7 separate regions of the Mus musculus genome follow, and regions 1, 2, 3, 5, 6 and 7 are each linked to region 4. A link is a contact called in public HiCAR-type and promoter capture Hi-C data. All regions are on one chromosome and are shown on one strand. The core of a region is the stretch at or near the end of the contact, and the rest is flanking DNA. Distances in the headings are between cores, read along the strand shown.

Region 1 (2,864 bases), core at 359-2,858, 2.9 Mb before region 4:
GCCAATTATACTACTTACTCATTTTTCCACTATTTTGAAAATTTTATAGTACCCGAAATACACTTAAAGCTTCTATTATTTGTTTGTTCCTATGACATCTTTTATTCAGCAATTCATTTTTGAAACTATATATCCTACTAGAGTAAAACATTTCTCGCCAACAGGAAGGTGTCTGGAGCTGGATGGCTAGCTAGCCTATCTTGGATGCCAGTGACAGTAGATCCTGTCTCCCAAAACGGACTTAGCAGAGTGAGACAACTCGGCTGACAAAGGTACTTGATCCCAAGCCTGGGGGCCTCAGTTCAATCCCTGCGGTCCACCAAAAAGAACAAAGAAATTCCTCCAATTTTAAAAGGTATTTTCATTGCCTAGAGTTGTAAAATATGCATATATGCCTGTATGCATATATGGTTATATGGTGGAAAGTTCTTAAATTATAATTATATATATATATATATATATATATATATATATATATATATACACACATATATACATATATATAATTCTTATCTGACAATAAGTTTCAAACTAAACAATTATGTTGACCTAATGATGGACCAAACAAAGAGATTACCACTTGATCTAGCTAAATTATTGAATTAAAATACTGGTTTTTTAAAAATTTGAGGAAAAATCACAAAGACTATAGACTTTTTCAAGTTCCTATAAAAAACTACTTCCTACATCCCTGCCCCCAAGGTTTTCTCCTCCCATTCTGTTAATAAAATTCTAACAGGAATCAGACGAGCTGTCATCACCAAGACATTAAGAAAATGACTATAGGCCAGGTGTGGTTTGAACCCCAGCACTCTAGAGCAGAGGGAGAAGCGGGGAAGGGGAAAGAGGAAAGAAAAGAGAGACAGTAGGGTGTGCTGAGGAAAATTACTATAATAGGAGGGCTTGGAGAGGGCACGTACAGCTTTTCATTATAATGGCTGTCAAGAAATGGGTCGAAACCTTGCATTTCTGCAAGCTCGAGGTCAGTCTGGTCAACAAGGTAAATTCCAGGCCAGTCGGGGTTACATACTGAGACCCTGTCTCCAAAAGGGGAAGAGGAAGCTATAACAGACAAGTACATGACATGCCTGTCATTGCTCACGCTGATGTCCAGGCTCAAGACCAGAATTACTCCAAGACATTTAGAATTTGACACTGACACTCTTTCTAAAGATTGTAGCTATGACGAACAACATCCCACCCACCCCCACCCACCCCCCCGTTTTCTCTGTCTTTCCACATGCCAACACTCTACATTCAGCGGGCCTCTAATAAACAAACAGCAGTTGTGGGGGAAAAAAATCAACAGTGTCCTGGAAAAAAACGCACTCGAGGATCCCCATAGTGTCCAAACTCTCACGAGCAAAACGTAGTTTATTTGAAGAGAAACTCCTCACGAACCAAACAAGTACTTGCACTTGCGGGTAAGACCACCGGAGTCTCACAAAGAAGGAGGCCGCCCCGGCACCGTGAAATTCGGGAAGAAAGGGCTACCGGGATCACACACGTTGGAAACGCAGAGCCTTCATCCCCATGCGGACTGAGGGATGGAGGCGGCCCAGGGGGAGGGGAGAAGAACGACTGGTCACGTGGAAGGCCCGTGATCACTGACCGCGAGGGCAGGACAGACAGCTCCGGTTCTTGCAGGCCATGAGGAGGTAACTATTTAAAATGTGTGCAGGCCTCCTTCCCTGGGGGAAAACCCGGTCTCCACGCTGCAGCGGCGCCTCCATCCCGGCATCCTCCGCGCGGACTAGCAAGCGCGCGGCAGCTAAACGTCACTCCCCGCCATCAACCTGGCGTTGCTATGGCAACACAGCTGCCCCAGCTATGTCGCTGCAACCCGCCCCTGCATCGCGGGTGTTCATGGAACTGGTTCCCTGGGCTGACCGGGGCCGGGAAAACCATCCGATCTCGGCCGCGGAGGCGCAGCCGATCGGCCGCCGACCCCACGTCGCGGAGGCCCACCCCGGAGCCCGTGAGGTCCACGTGAGCGGCGCGGCCGAGGTGTCCGCCAGCCCCGACCGAGCGCTGGTGACCGTGCGAGTGAGCAGCACCAAGGAGGTGTCGGCCGAGGCCAAGAAGAGTGTGTGTCGCCGCCTGGACTACATCACGCAGAGCCTCCAGCAGCAGGGGTTTCAGGTGAGACTTCCGAGACGGGGTGCAGAGCGGGTGACTCTGTACCTTTGGGGATGCTTTGTTACCGCAGGATCCATTCTAGGGCGCAATGGATGTTTGACCTTTCCTTCTAGAATCTAGATGAAAGCCGTTATGGGCCGCAGCGAACTTGAAATCAGGAATGCAGGTTGGGTAGGGTTTTTGTTTGTTTGTTTTTGTTTTTGTTTTGAGACAGGGTTTCTCTGTATAGCCCTGGCTGCCCTGGACTCACTTTGTAGACCAGGCTGGCCTCGAACTCAGAAATCCGCCTGCCTCTGCCTCCCCAGTGCTGGGATTAAAGGCGTGCGCCACCACGCCCGTGGTTGGGTAGGTTTTTATCTGGTGATGTTTGCTACAGTGGTTTTGTTATTAAGATTAGAGTGATGAAATGTTTTTTTGAAAAATTACATGTAAATGTTTGCATAAGTAGAATGTTGAACCTTCTCCTCCCCCCTCCCCCCACCCCCCCTCCCCATACACACACTTTGGTAGTTTTTATTCTGCATGTTGAAATAGGTCGGTGAGGAGCCTGAACTGCTTCCATCCAATCAAAGGTTTGTGTGGAGTGGCTCTTCAATGTACTTATTAGCATCTATTTATGGTTTATAATGATCGCCTACCCCAAATTTTCCACCTTTTTAGTTTTAACTTTTTTAAGTCAATGTATGTAGGTGTCATAGGTGAAATATTTCTACTTTCTAGACATG
Region 2 (2,960 bases), core at 121-2,620, 2.7 Mb after region 4:
GAAGCCCAATCAGCACAGCGACCGGCCCAGCCTGCCACATGCAGCAGTTCCAAAACGGAGAATAAGGTGTGTGAAGCAAGCAACGCTGGGCTTGTCTCTCTCCAAGGTAAACCAGAAAGTGCGCTTTTCCCGCCTGCCGCTTATAGATCAGTAACAACAGCCAGCGAAGAACAAAGCGCTCACACAAGCCACCTTCCCACCACCCAATTCCTCCACCCTTCACCCCCACACCCCAAAGCCCGCCCCCGACTCCGCACCCGGAGCGGCAGCCTCGCCACTGCGGCCGCCAGGAACCCATTAGAAACACGTGCTCTGCGCCTTCAAATGTCCTACAACTTCCTTCAACGGAAACCCACCGAGTACCGGGCCAAGACGGTCATCACCGCCTCCCAACATCAACCCGCAGTCGCGGTGCGAGCCCCCTGAACCGTGCAACCGCACCATCTCGCCCCTCAACACTGAGGCCGCCGCGGCGCCAGGCCACGGGCTTTCCCCGCCCCCCAGCGCTGCCGTCTCCGCCGTGACACATGGCTCTCCGCCCCGGGCGCTCCCGGGCGCCCGCGACCCCCAGCCTCCCGCACCCCTCGGTGCAGTGGCTGCGGCGCCGAGGCCGACAGCCCGCGCGGGGAGGGCGTTCCGCCGCCAAGCACACGCCCGCGGGAGCCGAGCACCGCCCAAGCCCGCCGGCCGGTCGCGGGACAGCACCCCGCGCCTCTCCGCCCACTCCCGCGCCGCCGGCCACGACAGCACCAAGTCCGCCGCTCGCGCTCCGCGCGGGCCATCGGGCTGTCGAGGCGCCTCCTCCCGGAGCGCCGCAGACAAAGCCCAGCCGCGGCTGCACATGGGGAGAGGAGGAAGTGGCGGCGCGGCCGCGGCCTACTCTCCGGCAGCCCCGGCCAACGTGCTCTTCTCTCCCCCTTGGAATCCATTTTCCAGAAAAGCCGGTTTCTCCCCGCGCCGCCCTCCCCCAAGCACCCTCCACAATGTCACGGAGCTCCCCTCCCGGACCCGGGGGCCCGCGGTCGTTACCTCCCCGCGGGGCTGGGGCCGAGGAATCCTGTCCGACCGGGTCGGCTGGCGGGGAACGCGTGCTCGCTGCTCCCTGTGTCCGGCGCGAGTGGAGCTGTTGTAAAATGGCGGCCGAAGCTCACGCCGCTGGCAGCAAACCCGATCCAGTTCCACTCGCCTCCGAGCGCGCTCCCGGTGCGCGCGCGCCCCCGCGTGACCCCCCTTCCCTCCCCTCCCTGGCGCGTCCGCTTCTCTCCCTCACTCCCTCAGCTCAGCCCCTGCCCTCCGACAGCTCCTCCTTCTCCCCTCGCCACCTCCGCCGGCCGCTAGCCGCCCTGTCCTCTCAGCCTTCGTCCTTCCTTCCCTGCACCTCCTCCCCCAGCTTCCCCACTCCCGTCCGCGGCCGCTCACACACGAGTGGCCGCCCTTCTTCCTCTCTGGCTCTCTCTGGCTTCACGCCCTCCCTCGCTAGCTCTCTCTCGGCCCCGTCCCCAGTCCCTGCCGAGTCGCTCTTTCTCTCTCCCGCGCTGACGTGACGACGCAGACGACGCCGCGGGACGCGCGCCCGCGAGCCCCGCCTCTCGCCCCGCCCCTAACTCCCGGTCGGGGGGGGGGGAGAGACCCCGCCCTTCCGCCGCGGCGACAGCGAGGGGCCGAGTGAATGAGAGACCCGCCCTCTGTGCGGACACTCCCTCTCGCTCCGCGGGCGGGGCCGCCGGCTCGGCGTGTCCCACTCGTTCTTTGTCAGGAGACAAGCATATCCCCACCCCGCCCTCCCCGCCCCCCACCGCCCCACCGCCGGCCTGGGCTCCGAGGGTGCCCGACGTTGGCTGCCCGCTCTGCCGGGGCTGGGGCTGTCGCCGCCGCGGCCGCCCCGCGCCCTGGGCGCTGGAGAAGCTGCAGGCGCACGTGTCCCCCGGGGCGGGGCGAGGCGAGGCAGACAATGGGGCTGCGGGGGAGGGGAGCTGCACGGGGAACGGCGGAGCTCGGGGCCACCCGGTGGCGGGGCTGGAGTTCGGGAGTCACCCCGGGGAGCCCCGGCTTCCGCTGCTAGACAATGGGGTATCCCGCGGCCCGGCGCGCGCCGTCCTCCGCTTCCACGAATACCCTGGGCGGAGGGAGGGGCGCCGCGGGTTTGCGAGGAAATCCCTGTGCCTCCGGCTCGGGGATGACAGGGAGGCCAGATTTGGAAGCTTAACCGACCCGGTGGTGTTGGATTGTGCAATATTCCGTTTCTGTCCCTGGCCTTTTAAGCAGTTAAGTGCTCCTCCTGGCACACTTTGAACAACTTGAAGCAGCACAAAGCTGCGTGATTAGGACTACTGTGAGGGAAATGTGTTTCTTTTCAAGCATCTTGGCAATTAAATGTTATGTGAAGTGACATTTCCTTTGTAACCATTTACTATGGACAAGAAAGACAAGACAAAGGCGTTTGTATCTCAGGCGATATGGATACTAATTTTATCCAGAGCGACTGTAATGAAAAATGGCATTATCCTCTTTGAAAAAAAAAACAAAAAACTACAATTAGAAAGCTACTTGTTCTTCCAAATGAGCTTTATGCTATGATAAGCCAGTAAGTAGTCCAAGGAAACTTAGATAAACACTCTTCAAAGTGCCTAGACACATAAAATTGAGCTTTTTTTCTGTTGACAGGTGGATCAAGTAGGAAATATTTCTGAAGTACTGCTATCCAAAACCTGCTTAATAAGGCTTTGCCTATCCACCGCCTACATCCCATACTACCAAACATATCCTTGCTATGGTATTTAATTAATTCAGCAAGATATTATAGTTAGTACCACAAAAGTCTGGATAATGATAGCATTGAAAAAACAACCAAAGTGGTAATAGAAAGACCGTAGGTTAAACAAGGTGGAGAAAGTTTGATACTTACAGTTCTTATTTAATGAGCCCTGAATAGAAAAGTGCCCCTCCCTAGGCAATGTCAA
Region 3 (2,983 bases), core at 144-2,643, 2.8 Mb after region 4:
AATAGAAACATTTTCACGGAACTTTATTGAGATTATAGTGATATTTAGTTTATGTTGAAAAATTCATCTTAATAATGTGTAATGTATCAACTCTGGGCAGGGATTGTTTAAATTTATTTAGATTTTGTTTGACTCCTGAGTATGTCTCCCCCCCCCCCCCCCTTTTTTTTTTGAGACAGATTTTACTGTGTCGTTCTGGCTGTCCTGGAATTCACTATTCTGTTGACCAGGCTGGCCTCAAACGCTTTTTTTTTTTTCCTGACTCTGGAGTGCTGGGATTAAAGGCATGCGCCACCACATTCAGTTTGAATTTGTTCATTTTTGAAGATTTAAAAAAATTATCTCGCCAGGCAGTGGGGGCGCACGCCTTTAATCCCAGCACTCGAGAGGCAGAGGCAGGCGGATTTCTGAGTTTGAGGCCAGCCTGGTCTACAGAGTGAGTTCCAGGACAGCCAGGACTACACAGAGAAATCCCGACTCAAAAAAACAAAACAAAACACATTTCAATTTTAGTAAGTGATTTTTTTCATTTCAAATTCAAATTATTTCTAAGCATTATTGGCAACACACAACATAACTTTTGTCTCTTGTCAATTCATATAGTTTGTGGTTTCTTCCTATTACAATGGAAGTCCAACATGTTGGTTCGATTTCAAAATGAACTTGAAAATTACTGTGTGCTGTACCAGAATGCTCAATTTGACGATACACTAGTGATGTAAATGGTTCATAGGATTTAAGAAACACGAAGCGTTCAGCTTCCTGCAGTGCTCTGTACAGCCAGAAGAGAGCCCCAGACCTTAGTAGGCTCTGAGACCTTAGCATAGCTGACTCCTGGACAAAAATACTATTCAGGCTGTAAAACTCAGCATGTAGACAGCGCCATCTGCCAAAACTATAACAAAAACCTAATCCATCAAAGTCCATAGTTACGGGAAAGTCTCTAAATGTACTAACCTTGCCTTCTGGCTTCTGAAGTTCTGCGTCTGGCTAATTGTTCTGAACTGAAATATATCAATCTGGGACATGGATTTTGTGGGGCTTCTCTGATCTCCTGAACATCAAGGGTAGTTGCAGTCTGGATAATAAGACTTTTTATTGGCTTAAACCCATGTTTAGTAGTCTTCTCTGGTGACTACCCTACAAAAGATATCACACCGATTTTCTAAGGCTCCACGTCTCCCACAGAGATATTTGGTCTGATTCTAGGATGAACACACTGAAGCTTCCTTCTCAGGTTCTATACTACTTTGGGATACTTGGGGTTCACATGAGAGAAAGGTGAAGGAATTTCATATCGCGATTATCAGATAGGTACTTGATCTGAATCTTGGTAATTCGATAGTGGACCCGGTGGAAAAATGTCCTTCTATACTTACCATAGTTTCCCAGAGGCTCATGGGTAATGTAGTCCCTAACATACAAGGCCCTCCCACACAGGAGCAGGTAAACAGCTCTGACATTTGGCTGGTAGGCATCTCTGTGTCCTGCGCTCTCTTGGCAGCTACCGCATAGAAAGTCGCATCCAGGCTCTGTGCTGACGCCTTTGCTCAGGCTGTGCGTTTCTTGCAGGGTTTCTGAAGGCGGGTGGGAAAGACGAAAAGAGGAGAGTGGTCTCGGAACCTTCGGGAAGCGGGACCCGTGCCTTCTACTTCAGTGGAAACAGAAACATAGGTGGGTCTTGGAGGAGGGACTGAGTCGCAGTTCGAGGGCGGACCGCAGCGGCTCAGGGGAAGGTGACTGTGAGACCCATCGTTCCCAGTCGGAACAGTCGGCCTGAACAGGGCTTTAATGGTTGCTTTATCCGAAGACTGCGCTAGGAGTATTTGGATCTGTGATTCCATCAGTCCAAAAGGGCCAACACGGACGCTCTGCCAAGGAGGTGAGAGCCCAAGATGGCGACTTGGGGGTGAGGGCGGTTCATGTCTGTGGATTGTCAGGGCCGGGAAGCCTCCTGTGTGAGCTCACATTCCAGTAAAGAATCTTGCTACCTGCTTGGCATCCATTTTTTGGGAGAGTTGGGGTGGAGAAAGATCGTTAATCTGAGACCGGATTACAAAACTGGGAATTTTCACACGACCCAGAAATCCCAAACTGCGAGCCTGGGAAAATTGTAAGTTGATACCACGGTGCTGGAGCCGGAAGGGGGAGGTCTGTGACCCACACATCTGTAAGAAAGAGGGTGGTTTTTATCCCAATGAATTGGCCTGAAATTCCTAGAGAAATTCTCCCGTAGTGACTGTACCCTTATGTGTATTGGCAATTGTATTCGTCAGTTTTCCTGTCTTTATGAAGTGATGTTTTTGGCACTTGAGGTTTGAGCTCTTAGAACAGTGGTTCTCCACATGTGGATTCTCAACCTGAAAGGGTTGGGGGTGGGTGGGTAGTGTCAAACGGCCCTTTCACAGGGGTTGACTATCACATAGATATCCTGCATATCAGAAGTTTACATTAGGATTCATAACATTGAGCAAAATTACTAATAATCTAATAATCATTAAAAATAATGTTATGGCTGAGGGTCACCACAGCATGAGGAACTGTAGTAAAGAGTTGCAGCATTAGGAAGGTTGAGAAACACTGTCTGAGGCTTTGTTTAGTTTCTGAAAATGTCTAGTACCAGAGATAAGAGGTTATCTCAGAAGATTCTAGTATTGTTATAGGAACATTTTCCTGGGAACAAAGTGGGGAGGTTTCATGTTCTGAAGAGGGTGTGCAACTGTAGCAATCCCATCCCCCTAGTGAGGAGGAAGACCATTAATAACAGACCAGGAGGCCCTGGGTCCTGGTAGGGAATTTACACCTGGTCCAAGCCTTTGACTGCTTCACTGAACTCCATAGAACGGCAGGCCCCTGTGATACAGGCTCCTTTGACGATCCCCGTACTGGGATCAACTGGGTCTGCCTACATTTTCATGGTAGAGATTGCATTATTGCAAGTTACCTACCGATACATCATCATATGCTAACCTTTCAGAACAGG
Region 4 (3,027 bases), core at 227-2,726:
GTGTACTTATGTATAATAATAAATAAAATCTTTGGGCTGGAGCAGTCAGGGACTGAGTGAGCGAAGTTGAACAGAGCGAGCAGAGCCGACTAGAGCAAGCAGAGGTCCTAAAAATTCAATTCCCAACTGTACAGCTACAGTGTACTCATATGCGTAAAATAAATAAATAAATAAATAAATATTTTTTAAAAAAAAAGGAAGAAAGAAAGAAAGAAGTTTGGGCATACTCATTCAGTCTAGAATTTTATAATCCACAAGCATCTTGAACGTTTAAAATGTAATGAAATCATCACACAAAAATTGGCACACAGAAAAAAAAAATTGGCACACAGAAAGCCCTTCAAACAAGATTTACTAAAAAGAAAAAAAAAAACCGAAGATTAACATATCCAATTGAAAAACTGTAAAGCTGCGATGTGACTCAAGTTTTGCAAAAACTTTTTTAGAAAACACGTTTTAGAAAATAGTTCTGTCCTCAGGTACGGTGAAGCAGGTCTCCAAATCAATAAAAACAAATGAAAGTAACTCCACTGAGAAGTGAGGAACTGATGACGAAAAACACACACACACACACACACACACACACACACACACAAAACGTTTGGTAATTTGCATATGGAGGTAACCACACTAACTATGGGGGGGGGGGGGGAACTACTTCAAATGTTACCTACTTCGAGATAAAGGAAACAGGTGCTACTCAACTTCTCCTCCTTGAAAAATATCCCCTCTGACTAACACGACTCATGTTTTATGACTGTGTTAGATAACAGAGTTAAAGACGGCTTAAATCAGGGTTGGCCATTTCCCCTCGGATCCAAAATGCCTTTGCAACCTGATAGCTACGAACAAAAGGCCCCTCTATCCTGTCTCTGCAGAACAGACCCCAGTCCACTTCCACCCAGCAGCGAATGCTCAGAGCAAGACCTGCTTCTGCAAACTCAGCAAGGCCCGCGGGAACTCAAACTTTGTAAACTCCACCAAGGGTTTAGGGGACATGGGAGCCTCTAGGAAGGGATCCAAGGGAGGTGACACCAGTCAACCCTCGGAACCAGAAAAGCATCGTCGCTGGAGGGCGTGTCGGGCAGCTTGGCGACGTAGCACTTGGCGGGACAAGGCCATTCATTAGCTGGCAGGGGCGGCGGGGCTGCGCTGCCAGGCCACCCGCCCGTGCCACGCGGCGCGAAGCTCGGCAGCCGCCCCCTCCGCGAGTTCCCTCCCCGGGCCCCGCTCCCCTGCCGGGCTGGCAGGACGCCTTCGCCGTCGCCCTCACCAGTCGCTAGATGAAGGTGCGCCGGCGGTCTCCGCGGGGCAGGCGCGCGGCCGCGCAGGGACTCATCCTTAGTGAAAGCTACCGGGGACAACGAAGGGAGCCAGGAGCCGGGACGCCCGAGTCAGCTCCGGGGACGGCTGCACGGAAAGCGACAGCCGCGACTGTCGGCGCCGGGACCGGGTTCGGGGAAACCTGAGCTAGAGCGGGCGGGACTCGGGAATAAGACGGGCGCTGATTGGCCGGAGTTCGTGTATGCCCCACAGTGATTGGTCGGGGCCTGCCCACAAGGCCTAGCGTGGCAGTACCTCAGCTGTGGCCTTTCCCTAGTATCCCAAAGGAGCATGACCCCTGCCGGCCTTGGTGCGGTCGACACTGGCTGCCGCCCTACACTCAGAACCAGTACTGCCCCTCTTGGTGCCAGATGTCACCCTAGGAGATCTGTCTCCCCGCAGGTCGACACTCGGAAAGGAGGTTAAGGCTGGGATGGAGGAAACAAGGAACTGGCTGGATGCCCAAGCACCACTCCGTAGAAACGTGGGCATCTTAGAAAAGTTGCTTCCCGGATCACTCGTAGTGGGATAACTGGAAAACCAGAGGTGTCCTCTCCCCAAGACTGGGCCCTGCTGCTCTGTGCCCCGCCTGTTGTGCCCGGATTGTCTGAGTGTCACTCTCTTTTTGTCAGAAGGCGCCATAGATTTTTCAGATCGCCACTGTGCGACCAGCTGCTGACTTGGGTCACATCTGTCTGCCTGACGCCAGGCTTACAATAGGTTTTCCTCCCTGAACTCTTAAATCTACAAGCCATTTTAAAGGTTGCAAATTGTGTGCCAATAATCAGTCCAGAACGGAAAACATACTCCTGCTGAAGTCTGATACAGAGGCGCCTTAGTAAACATGTGTTCAGGGAGGAGTAGCATGACTCAGAGAAAAACAGCACTTGGAGCCCAGAGTTGTTTGAACCTCGGCCCTGTTTGTGTTGCTGTATGAGCCACTGACACCATCATCTATTAAACGGAGTTAAACTCAATACCCTCTTAGACTGCTTCAGCCCAATTGCCTGTTTTGTAGACTTTGTAGGAAAGTAAGTTGCTAGATCAAACTGAAGGAGAGATGGAAACAGACCTAGCTCCCCAGCTCTCCTCCCAGTGCAAGGACTTAATTTGCTTTCTTACTTCCTACTCTGACCCATTCTGTAATGTATAAACAGTGACTTGGAAGGAAGCTGTGTACACACTCATGAACAAAGACGCTCAGTGATCTGGAAGCTAGTGATGTAAATAAATGTGTTGCCCTGAGTTCACATCTTTTATCTGTCTCTTCTTTGTATTGGGTAAGTCATTTAGGTTTTCTGAAGCCTTAATTTCCTCATCTGCAAAGTGGGAATGGAATACATGTTGCTGTAGTGAAAATGTGTTGATAGACGCCCGCAGCACTTAGCAGAGTGCCAAGCACACAGTAACACCACCTAGAAGTTGCCATGTCTCAAACGCTTGTAAGCATTGGGGGTACAAAATGTCCATACGGCCATAATCATATACACAAAAATTAATTGCAACTTTAACGAATCTGTGAAAGAAAATAAGAGGTTTCATCTGACCCCCCCCCCCAAAAAAAATGACAAACTAGGGAAGAAGTAGAAAATAACTAGGTGAAGCAGAAAAAGAAAGACCAGCATCATGCCAAGGAATGAATGTCTTTGCCGTTGGAGATGGGGGACGAAACTGGTCCTGCTTCAACAAGGATCAGAAAGAGAA
Region 5 (3,268 bases), core at 507-3,006, 2.8 Mb before region 4:
GTCAGCTCCACGTATGGAAAGCAACTGTTTGTAAATTATTGCCTTTGAAAACTCACCAACTATAAAAACATTGTTTTTCAATCAATTAAAGAAAAACATCTCAATATAAACAAAAACTTAAAAGCCAAGGTCCACCCCACGGCAACTATGCAGATAAAACCCACAATTCTTCAATGACCTCTATAAATGACTTTTAATAAAAGAAGGTAATATCCCCCAAGAATCTGCAAAATTGGAAAACGCCTATTAAAACTTCCAGGTTTATACTTCGGCAGATCTGTTTGTATAATGCACAATGTGCCGCTGGGTGACTACCATATCTATCTGAACGCCTCCAACCAAACAAAGATTAAAAAAAAATAAAATTAAAAATCTGGGTCTGAATCTACAGAAAACAAAAGACAGAGGAGAAGGGGGAAAAAAAATTTTAAAAAATCTTGCCAAGGTTCCTCCGCGGCTCAAAGGCCTTCTTGTGAAATGCTAATGCCACTTCGGAGCAGTTAGTCACCAGCTATTGTGTGGAGCTGGAGAAAGCTGAGCCGGCCGCGCGTGCAGAGCAAGCAAGGAGCTGGCGAGCGCGCTCTCCAGGCTTGCGCCGCTCCCGCTGCCGCCGCCGCCGCGCGCGCGCCCCCGCGCGGATACGCGCGCCGGCCCCTCCTCCTCTGGCCTTGCACTGCACAACACTCATGACGTATCTTTATTTCTAGCACATTAACAAAATATCACAAATAAATTGTCCGCGGACCCCGCGGCCCCGGGGCGCCCGCACCCCCGGCTGCCGCCCCCCGCAGCCCCCGCTCCGGCCTCCCAACCCTCCCCGTGGCCTTTGCAGCTTTTCCCGTTCTGGGGCCAAGTTTTTGTCTCTGTAAAAAATTGCGGGAAATTCAATTTTTATTCGACTCGGGGAAAAGTTTCTTTGCAGTGCGCTAGGAATGTCTCACCAGATTCTGGTAGGTCCTGGGGTGCTCCTTCCCGGTCCAGTCGGTGCGCCGGGGCAGCAGCTGCGGGGACAGGACGCCCGGTGAGCGCGGCCCCCGGCCCGGACCGACGCCGCTCCCCTCCCCAGTCCGCCCCGCGCCCCGCCGGGGACCCCCCGCGCCCCGCGTCCCGCGCCCCGCCGGACGCCCGAGCTTGCGCAGCGGCCCGGGGGAGGCCGTGCGGCGGCGGGACGGCGCCGGGCCGCCGCGCCCTTACCTCCTTCTCGGCCACTTCGCGGATCAGCACCTGCAACAACAAAGCGGGGACGCTGAGCCCCCGCGCCCCGGGCCGCGGCCCCGCCGCCGCCGCCGCCCTCCCCCACGCCCGCGGGCGGCCACCGCGAGCGCCCGCCCGTCCCCGCGCCGCGCGCCGCCTACCTGAGCCGCCTGCTGACAGGGTCCATCTTCCAGGAACCGGGCGATGAGGAAGTAGAGCTCTGCGCGGGAGAGAAGGACGGGGAGACACGGGCTGAGCGGCCGCGGGGGGCGGGGGCCCGCGGGCGAGTCCGCCCGGCGCGGCGGCCCCGCAGCGCCCGACTTACCCGATCGCAGCTCCGAGAGGCCTTTCCTCTCACGAGACATGTTTGCGGGTCACTTCGGGGCCGCCGGCGGGACACCCCGCCGCCGAGGGGACGCGGGGACGGTGCCGCCGCCTGCCCTGTAGCTGTCAGTGTGTGCTCACGAGCCGAGCCTCGGCTCCACCATTCAAGCAACGGCGGCGGAGGCGGAGGAGGAGGAGGAAACAACAACTCTCAGGCAGCGGCCCCGGCTGCGGCCGCCTCCGCCGGGATCCCTCCGCCGCAGAAAGGAGTCCGCGCCTTCGCGGCCCCGCACTCGCCGCCCCCGCCCCCCGCGGGAAAAGGAGTGCCTCGGCCTAGGCCCGCGCCCGCGCGGTCGTCGCTCCGCGCGCCCTGGGCCGCCACTTATTTATTTATTTCCAGCGCGAGGAGATGTCGGAGCCGAAGCGGCGGGCTGCCTGGCGGGCGCTTTCTCTAAAGAGGCCGCGGGCGGGAGGGAGAAAGGGAGGGAGGGGAGGAGGGGGCCGGCACGGCTGCGCGGAGGGATCTGACGCACACGGAGCCGCAGCACAGGCTCTATTCAGCGGCGCTGGCTGGGTTGAGATGGAAGTTAGTTTCTATGTAGCAGAAATAGGAAACAAATGAAGCAAAACTGCTCAAAGAGGGGAAATGCCGGGAGGACTGGGCTCACTCTCACGCACGCACAGAGACTCTCAGCGAGCACTCTCAAGCTGGGCCAAGTCGGGATCGCGCTGCCCTGCCCGACTTGAACGCTAGTGTTTGCTTTCAGTCTTGCCATGTGCATGTGTATAAATGCTGCGGATTGGCATCCGTGTAAGTCTTGTCCTGCGATATTTCTGCAGCCTGGGCAAGTGTTGTGTAATTTATTGGAGTGCCGTGGGTTGCAATAGAGGTTCGGGCTTTTTTTTTTTTTTTTTTTTTTTTGAGCCACTTGCGTTCTGCAAACCCGTTATTCCCCGAAGCCACCTCTGCATATTTCTTTTATTACTACCATCGCCTGAAGCGTTCGTTTAAAAAAAAAAAATGTTTTTGTTTTGATAAACGGGCAAGAGGAACTCCAGATTTGTACTTCAGCTCATCTTTTCCCCCACTTATTACAAAAAGGCTAGTGATGGCTAATTAGGGATTTGGAAGTGAAGAACCTTAAAGCTTTTTAAAGTGTTTACAAGAAGGGCTAATATAAACCTGAAGGAAAGGAAAGGGCGCTAGCTAATACTTATCTCTAACTGATATGGAGGTAAATTACTGACACGGTCGATAACCTACCGAAGGTTATTGAAAGAGTATATTACAGTTTAGCAAAGGTGATTAGTGATTAAATAATTTAAATTATCTGTGTATCTTGCAGTTGACTTCGTCATGCTAATTAATGGCTTCTAATTTACGGTGTAAACCATTCCTGTTTACAGTTAATCACGGGAAGACTTCTTAAAAACTGGCGAAAAGCAGAAACAAAAATCTTTTCGTAAATCCTAATGTAATTACTGGTTTTATATGATACATCGTTCATCTGTGTTTTGCTGATGAGGATAGGGGCCTTGTTATTTTTAAAACGAATATGGGTGAAATTAATGGAAACAATGGAAAAGGCCGTTTGTTAAAAAACAAGGACACCGAGTGATATTTATCTCCAGATGAATTAAGCACTTTCCAAAAAGACTTTGAGAGTTCAATTTTTTTAAAGGTTGGCCTTTTAAAGAGAATTAGGCTAGTCATTCTTTTGTTAATCCTTAACAAAAGATCCTCTTTGAA
Region 6 (2,918 bases), core at 184-2,683, 2.6 Mb before region 4:
TTTTAAAGAATGGAGGTGCTTGGGCTGGCTCAAAGAGTAAATACACTTGCTGTAGATCCCCACAACCCACACGATAGGAGAGAGCCTACTACTGCAATCTGGGTGTCAGTGCCTCCTGTGAATACAATCAATCAATCAATCAATGTAATAAAATACATTTTAAAGGAGTGGAGTTGTTTATAATAAAATTCTTAGTGACGATGCATAAGGAAGCAAAAGCTTCTAAAAATTTTAAAGCTTTGATAGTTTTAAATAAAGCAACCACACACACACACAGTGCACAGTCTTCGGGAGAAAACGGTATTAACCAAGTTTCAACTTTAATGGCCAAGATGGTTGACTTGGGTCCTTTGGGCAGGTGGCAGGAAGGTTTTTTTCTTAGGACGCAATCCTCACACATCGCTTTTCTCTGGGAGGGGTAGAAAAATATCTGCCCTTCCTTCACCAGTCCAATGACAAGTCGAAGCCCCACCCTGAGGGAGCTGTGTGGCCCCACGTGTGGCTCATGACGTCCCTGCGCGGAGGGGACACAACCCACCAGGGGCAAAGGAGAGACTAAAAAGACCTCGGTTCCCTGCCTGGCCAAGCGTGGGGTCGTGGGTGGGACAGTGGCAGGGGCTTGGTGGCCCCTGACCTTGGCAGGGTCAGTGAGCTTGGCACCAGTCCCCTTCTTTGCAGCCTACCCGGCGCTGCGCACTGCCCCGCCCGCCCTCGCGGCTGGTGATTGACACCGGAGTGGGTACATACGGGTCCGCGGCGCAGCAGGGCTGGCGTAGGGAAACATGGCTTTCCCTCTCCCGGCCTTCCGCCCGCATCGCGCTCGCCCAGGGCACGGCCCAGGGGACACTCCGGACCCCGCCTAGCTCCTCTGAGTGCTTCCACGTTTTTCGATTTCCCTGGCCCGGGAGACTCCTCTCATTGCTTTCCCTCCACCCTGAGAACAACCTGAGTTTGCCAAGAGGAAACTCCTGCGAGGGGGATGGATACCCGCCCTGGCTGCTGGCAAGAGATGGAAACCATTCCAAGCAGGAGTTGATGGAGAGGGGAGGACGTCCCTGGAGGGAAAGTAACACTCAGAGCTCCGTGCGGGGCGAGCGAGGTCAGCAACAGGCATTTGCAGAAGGAGCGGGCAGCGGCCGTGCCCAGCGCCTGAGTTATTAGGCGCATCGCCGCGTTCATCGCAGCGCAGGGGGCTTACTCCAAACACACTCGAGGGCCTGCGAGCAGGGTTTTTTTTTCCCCCTTTACAGGACTTACCTTTCTCTTCGGCATAATGACTACGTTGGTGCAGCAAAAAAAGTAAAGCAATGTTCTGGGCCGCCTGGCACACTGCTGGATGCTGCCTGGCCGCTGCTGCTACTCCCGCAATGGGCTCGGCTAGCCCGGCCTCTCCGACCTGCACCTCCGCTTCCTCCCCCGGCGCTCCACTCGCTCGCATCCCGGTCCCCCAATGGCGAGCCCTGCCAGCCAGCCGCGAGGCCCCATTGGCTAAGAGAACGTTCTAAATTCCACGAGGGCACGCCCACCCCCGTTCACCCGGTACGCGCAGTTGTAGTTTCCACTTCACTGGGAAAAAAAAAAAAAATCTGCCTGGCGACTGAGCATGCCCAGTTCAACTAGTATCCTTCAGGCTGCACTAACTTGGAGTTTCATTGTTTGACGTGCCTTCTTTGGATTAAACCATTGTGCATCTTCATAGGAAAAAAAAGTTTAGTATTAAGTAATGCTGGGTTAACTTTATAAAGTAAATAGGGCCACGGGGTGCCTTGTACAATTGTTACTTATAAAAGCTTGTAACGGGTGTTCATGGTGCGGGTCTATACAGGGTAGGAAGGTCTGTTCTGGAAGAGTTTCCACAGTTTCTAAGGTTCTCAGTTCCATCTCTAGCAAATACCATCCCCCATCCCCATAGTTCCTTGGTCTAATTGTTTTGTTTTTTGTTTTTCTTTAAGTCTGTGTTACAAGTCATATATGAATTCAGCCAATTATTCAGCTATGTGTGAATAATTGTTATAATTGATATAAATGTTTGTTGTGGAAACTAAGGGGAAATCGAGAAATGTAGGAACAAATAAATCACTTATATATTAAATATGTACATTTAAACGACACCTGCCAGGTTACCATTTTGTGTATAGTGTAATGTTTCTCGACATTCCGCAAAGAATTGCAAAATACATTATCTGAATTTATTTAAGACCGGTTTTATCCTGACTAAAGACCTCAGACCCGGGAGGCTGGGGGGGGGGGGATTTTTTGGTCAACATCCTTCATAAACATAGGCACAAAGACACAGACAAAATTTTATCAAATCAAATTCAACAACATTTTTAAAAAGCTAATACATAACCAGGGGAGTTGAACCTGGGAACACAGGATTCGTTCTGTGAATCAAATCATCCTGAAAATCAATCAGTGTGATCATAGCACTGATTCTATTATAATTATATAATATGATATATAATTATATTATGTTTATTATAGCACAAAGCTATAATCGGGACTGTGACCATCTCAAGGGCTGCAGGGGGAATGCTAGGGAATGGGTGAGCAAGTCATGATAAGTCTACAGTAGAATATTACTCTGTGATCAAAGAAATAAGTTTTCCCTGATGAGATAAATAACAAAAGAAAAATGCTAAATGGAAGTCAATACAAGACACTATACTGGGTGGTTTTGTTTATATGAAATTCCAGGAAAAACAAAGCAAACTAAGCAAGATTAGCCCGAGAATCATTTACAAGCCAAAAGACATCTTAGGAAACTGCTCTAAAGCCTTACACTGTGTAGTGGCTATTCCTGGTTGTCAACTTGACAATATTTGGAATGAACTACAATCCGGAATTGGAAGGCTCACCAGTGACCCTTATCTGGAGGCTTGGAGATCCTTATCTGGATCTTGGTTTGAAGATCTTGA
Region 7 (3,170 bases), core at 571-3,070, 2.7 Mb after region 4:
ACCTGCAGATAAAACACCCATGGACGGGGCTGGAGAGATAGCTCAGCAATTAAGACCACTGACTTCTCTTCCAGAGGTCCTTGGTTCCAAATCCCAGCACCCACATGATGCCTCACAGCCATCTGTAATAGTGTATCTGAAGACAGCTACAGTGTACTCATACACATAAAATAAATAACTTTAAAAACCACCCATAGACATAAAATAATAAAATAAAAGGGACAGTACTGTGATGTTTAATGTCACTTTAGTTGATTCAATAGGAACAAATCGGGGGGAAGTATGCAAAAATAATTTTGCTCACAAATATGACCATTCAGAGATAAAAATGTATGTGTATTTTCTCCCTTCTTTGCATAATACCAATTCATAGTACAGATCACATATCACATTACATTCTATGACTTCCTACTTTGGTGACCTCAGAATTGCTAGTTCAATCTGTCCCCAACACATGGCTGATGCACCTTAGAGAAGAATTATACTTTAGTCAGTTTCCATCGAAGAAAGTTGAGGACAAAACTCACATCCTATAGTTTACATTTTGCTCGGCTTTGCTAGTCCAGCTTGAAACACCTTTCAGAGGACAGAACTGTATTAAGTAACTAGTAATGTCTGCTGTTAAAGGAACTCACTTCTCCCACAGCCCTACAATCAAGCACCTCATCATCACAAGCCGGGCACTTTTTCTGTAAGACAGTAATTCATAGTAATTACTATCTGTTAATCTATCGCTTAAGCCCCAATTCTACAAAGCCACCAAGATGGCAGAAACGAGAGAGAGAGAGAGAGAGAGAGAGAGAGAGCGAGAAATGAAGGAAAACAACAAAACTGTTGTCAGAATCACAGGAAATAGCCTTAGTGAAACTACTAAGTCAAATCTCTTGTGTATGTTTCTCACTGTTATTCTTGCAAATGAATTACTTCAAAATAAAAGGCGACTGCTTGTTCAAAACAGAGAAAAGAATGTGACGATGTTTTTAAGTACACATCTTTTCTACTATCACTGCACCCATACTACTTCTGGAAATATAAAACACAACAAGCTTCAGGGGCGGAGACTTCTGACCTCAAAATGTCAATTTAACTACAGATCTTGAAAAAAAAGAAAAACCAGAATATTGTAGAGTTGCGATGGGTACTACACTGCTTTCTGACTTTGGGTCAAAAACCAGTATTTTAAAGAGACGAAATTGTGGTTGCAAAGGTGTGTGCCGGTGTGAGGGCGTACTGTTGCGAGAGAAGGCTTCCCCAAGAGGAGAGGCTGCGACAGAACCTTGAAGCCACCTCCCTCCGATCACCTTTACTGAACTGAGGTGGCATTACAGATTGTAATTGTAAAACAGACGATAAAGGCTCGTCATTGAGAAATGGTCAAAAAGGAGAGGTTGAGAGCCAGGTAACCACGAAGGCTGCGTGGTCCCGGGCCCGCACCCGTCCGCATATCCGGGAGCAACCTGGGCCGCCCTTCCCGAGACCGCGGTGCAGAGTGCGCTCCTGCCCGCCGCCCAGCAGCCTGCGGGCTCTCGAGCGGCCGCCGCGGGGCCAACAGCAGGTACCTGTTGAGGAGCAGCGAGGCGACGCTGAGGCAGAGCAGCAGAAAGCAGAACAGCGGATACTGACGGCAAATCTCGCGCCCCACGTCCAGCCGCAGCCGCTGCTTCAGCCTCCCGCAGATCGTCCGCACCCAAGACCCCATCTCAGTCCACGCAGGGGAGGACGTGCCGCCCTCAGAGGCAGAGGCGGAGGGCACCCCCAAACCCCGGCGGCGGAGCCACATTGCCACCCACCACCCAGCTTCACAGCTAGACTCAGCCGCACAAGGCCCCGCCCCGCAACCCTCGCCGCGCGTGCGCAACCAACGCCCCAACCACACGCAAGGCCGCCCCAAGGCCGCCGCCACCATCCCGCGGGAGGACTGGGGAGCGCTCGGACTGACGTTCTGGCGCGGCCACCCACTTTCCTTATCCGGAAGTCCAGGGAAACCTAGAATGCAGACTGGCAGAAGAGTGTGGGAAAGCTAATTGCACAGCAGCCGCGTGCGGCTCCTGGAGCCCTCTGGGAAATGTAGTCCATACAGCGGACCCTGCCGCCTCAACCTCTCGGATTCTCGTTGCCACACCTAAGGGAGAGGAGGAAAGGACGCCTTCAAGTCCGCTTTTTAAAAGGGGATCAAGCTGGGGCGTATGACAACCTACCCGCCCGCCACCCACCCGCAATCCACCTCCGAAAGAAAGTCATGTTAGCCACGTAACCAACAACGAGGGAGTCACCTCACCCCGCGATCTTAACCATAACCCAGCGTGTGACGACAGCAGGCTTGGAATCTGGATAGTCCCTTTTAGAATTTCATTCAGCATTTTGTAGGAGCTAAAACTCAGGCATGTAAAGCGTTTGAATTTACCCTACAAACATTACCCTTAGAGCGTAAGCTATTCTAGTTTCAACTACAGCATAATCACATCGCTGAGACAAGCAAGATCCTGCTCGGGATCGCTTCTTAGCGAAAACAGAATTTCATGCTATTCTGACACTGGCAGTTTCCATCAAGCCACCTCTCTCCCCTAGACAGGGAAACAGAACTCCTTGTTTTCTCAAGTGTATGTGCAGCTTCATTAATATTTTCAATATTCTGAAAAGGTGGGTGATCCTTAGTGGCTCATTTCCTTTACAGGATGTACCATCCTTTCTTCCCATTACAGCTGTTAGAAATTCAGGTCTTTGTCCTTAAATTTACATGTATTCCTAATTTCTTCAGAACCAACTTTAATACAACGTGTACCAAAGAACATTAAATACACACTAGCAGTATCTTTAGATGACAGTAACATTTCCACTCATGAAGTGTGCATCTGTCACCAAATTCTTTATATATATATATTCTTTATATACTCATGTGAAGTTTCAAGGTACACACTTAACATTCACTTTTGTAATTTTACACTGTTAACTCCACAAAGAGCACGGTAAATCCCAACAGGGATCAGTAGTCTGGACACAGCAAATACACACTCTCAAACAAATCACAGGACCAAAGGGCTGTAACCCAGTAATAATGTTTACCAAACGTGTAGGGTTTGATACCGAGATTTGCAAAATAGCCTTCCCTTACTGAAATAGACTGGGGCTAATAATGAAATAGAAACCGTTTGGATTAAGTGTATGTTAAT

What was found. Promoter capture Hi-C pulls out the DNA fragments that hold promoters and counts their contacts. HiCAR-type assays count read pairs that join an accessible place to other places. Capture Hi-C pulls out chosen DNA fragments and counts their contacts.
Region 1: a contact with region 4 is called in a HiCAR-type map of astrocytes, with 3 times the contacts expected there. The contact joins the promoter of Irak1bp1 here to the promoter of Ibtk in region 4. A contact is called at or near these places in 2 of 39 promoter capture datasets (hippocampal neurons and pre-B cells), 1 of 115 datasets of contacts at active chromatin or transcription factors (astrocytes) and 1 of 9 other capture datasets (adipose tissue).
Region 2: a promoter capture Hi-C map of hippocampal neurons shows a contact between it and region 4, with 4 times the contacts expected there. The contact joins the promoter of Syncrip here to the promoter of Ibtk in region 4. A contact is called at or near these places in 3 of 39 promoter capture datasets (erythroid cells, hippocampal neurons and pre-B cells), 2 of 115 datasets of contacts at active chromatin or transcription factors (large pre-B cells and pro-B cells) and 1 of 9 other capture datasets (adipose tissue).
Region 3: a contact with region 4 is called in a promoter capture Hi-C map of pre-B cells, with 4 times the contacts expected there. The contact joins the promoter of Zfp949 here to the promoter of Ibtk in region 4. A contact is called at or near these places in 3 of 39 promoter capture datasets (erythroid cells, liver and pre-B cells), 4 of 115 datasets of contacts at active chromatin or transcription factors (astrocytes, large pre-B cells, pro-B cells and 1 more) and 1 of 9 other capture datasets (liver).
Region 5: a promoter capture Hi-C map of pre-B cells shows a contact between it and region 4, with 6 times the contacts expected there. The contact joins the promoter of Phip here to the promoter of Ibtk in region 4. A contact is called at or near these places in 5 of 39 promoter capture datasets (the HPC-7 cell line, erythroid cells, hippocampal neurons and 2 more), 2 of 115 datasets of contacts at active chromatin or transcription factors (astrocytes and thymic regulatory T cells) and 2 of 9 other capture datasets (adipose tissue and liver).
Region 6: a contact with region 4 is called in a promoter capture Hi-C map of pre-B cells. The contact joins the promoter of Hmgn3 here to the promoter of Ibtk in region 4. A contact is called at or near these places in 2 of 39 promoter capture datasets (hippocampal neurons and pre-B cells).
Region 7: a promoter capture Hi-C map of liver shows a contact between it and region 4, with 6 times the contacts expected there. The contact joins the promoter of Snx14 here to the promoter of Ibtk in region 4. A contact is called at or near these places in 5 of 39 promoter capture datasets (embryonic stem cells, erythroid cells, hippocampal neurons and 2 more), 3 of 115 datasets of contacts at active chromatin or transcription factors (large pre-B cells, pro-B cells and thymic regulatory T cells) and 2 of 9 other capture datasets (adipose tissue and liver).

Annotation. Positions count from the first base shown.
Region 1 is chr9:82,828,198-82,831,061 of GRCm38.p6, forward strand. Irak1bp1 (interleukin-1 receptor-associated kinase 1 binding protein 1) reads left to right here and starts at 1,609. Exons shown (of 4, transcript NM_022986.4): 1 at 1,609-2,142. The coding sequence starts at 1,831.
Region 2 is chr9:88,481,027-88,483,986 of GRCm38.p6, forward strand. Syncrip (synaptotagmin binding, cytoplasmic RNA interacting protein) reads right to left here and starts at 1,371. Exons shown (of 11, transcript NM_019666.2): 1 at 1,030-1,371.
Region 3 is chr9:88,546,627-88,549,609 of GRCm38.p6, forward strand. It overlaps Zfp949 (zinc finger protein 949), which reads left to right and starts at 1,394. Exons shown (of 6, transcript NM_001142943.1): 1 at 1,394-1,882.
Region 4 is chr9:85,747,858-85,750,884 of GRCm38.p6, forward strand. Ibtk (inhibitor of Bruton agammaglobulinemia tyrosine kinase) reads right to left here and starts at 1,477. Exons shown (of 29, transcript NM_001081282.2): 1 at 1,274-1,477.
Region 5 is chr9:82,973,733-82,977,000 of GRCm38.p6, forward strand. It overlaps Phip (pleckstrin homology domain interacting protein), which reads right to left and starts at 1,757. Exons shown (of 40, transcript NM_001081216.1): 1 at 1,520-1,757; 2 at 1,356-1,414; 3 at 1,195-1,224; 4 at 942-1,001. The coding sequence starts at 1,559.
Region 6 is chr9:83,145,174-83,148,091 of GRCm38.p6, forward strand. It overlaps Hmgn3 (high mobility group nucleosomal binding domain 3), which reads right to left and starts at 1,434. Exons shown (of 6, transcript NM_026122.4): 1 at 1,258-1,434. The coding sequence starts at 1,272.
Region 7 is chr9:88,437,109-88,440,278 of GRCm38.p6, forward strand. It overlaps Snx14 (sorting nexin 14), which reads right to left and starts at 1,821. Exons shown (of 29, transcript NM_001359958.2): 1 at 1,560-1,821. The coding sequence starts at 1,699.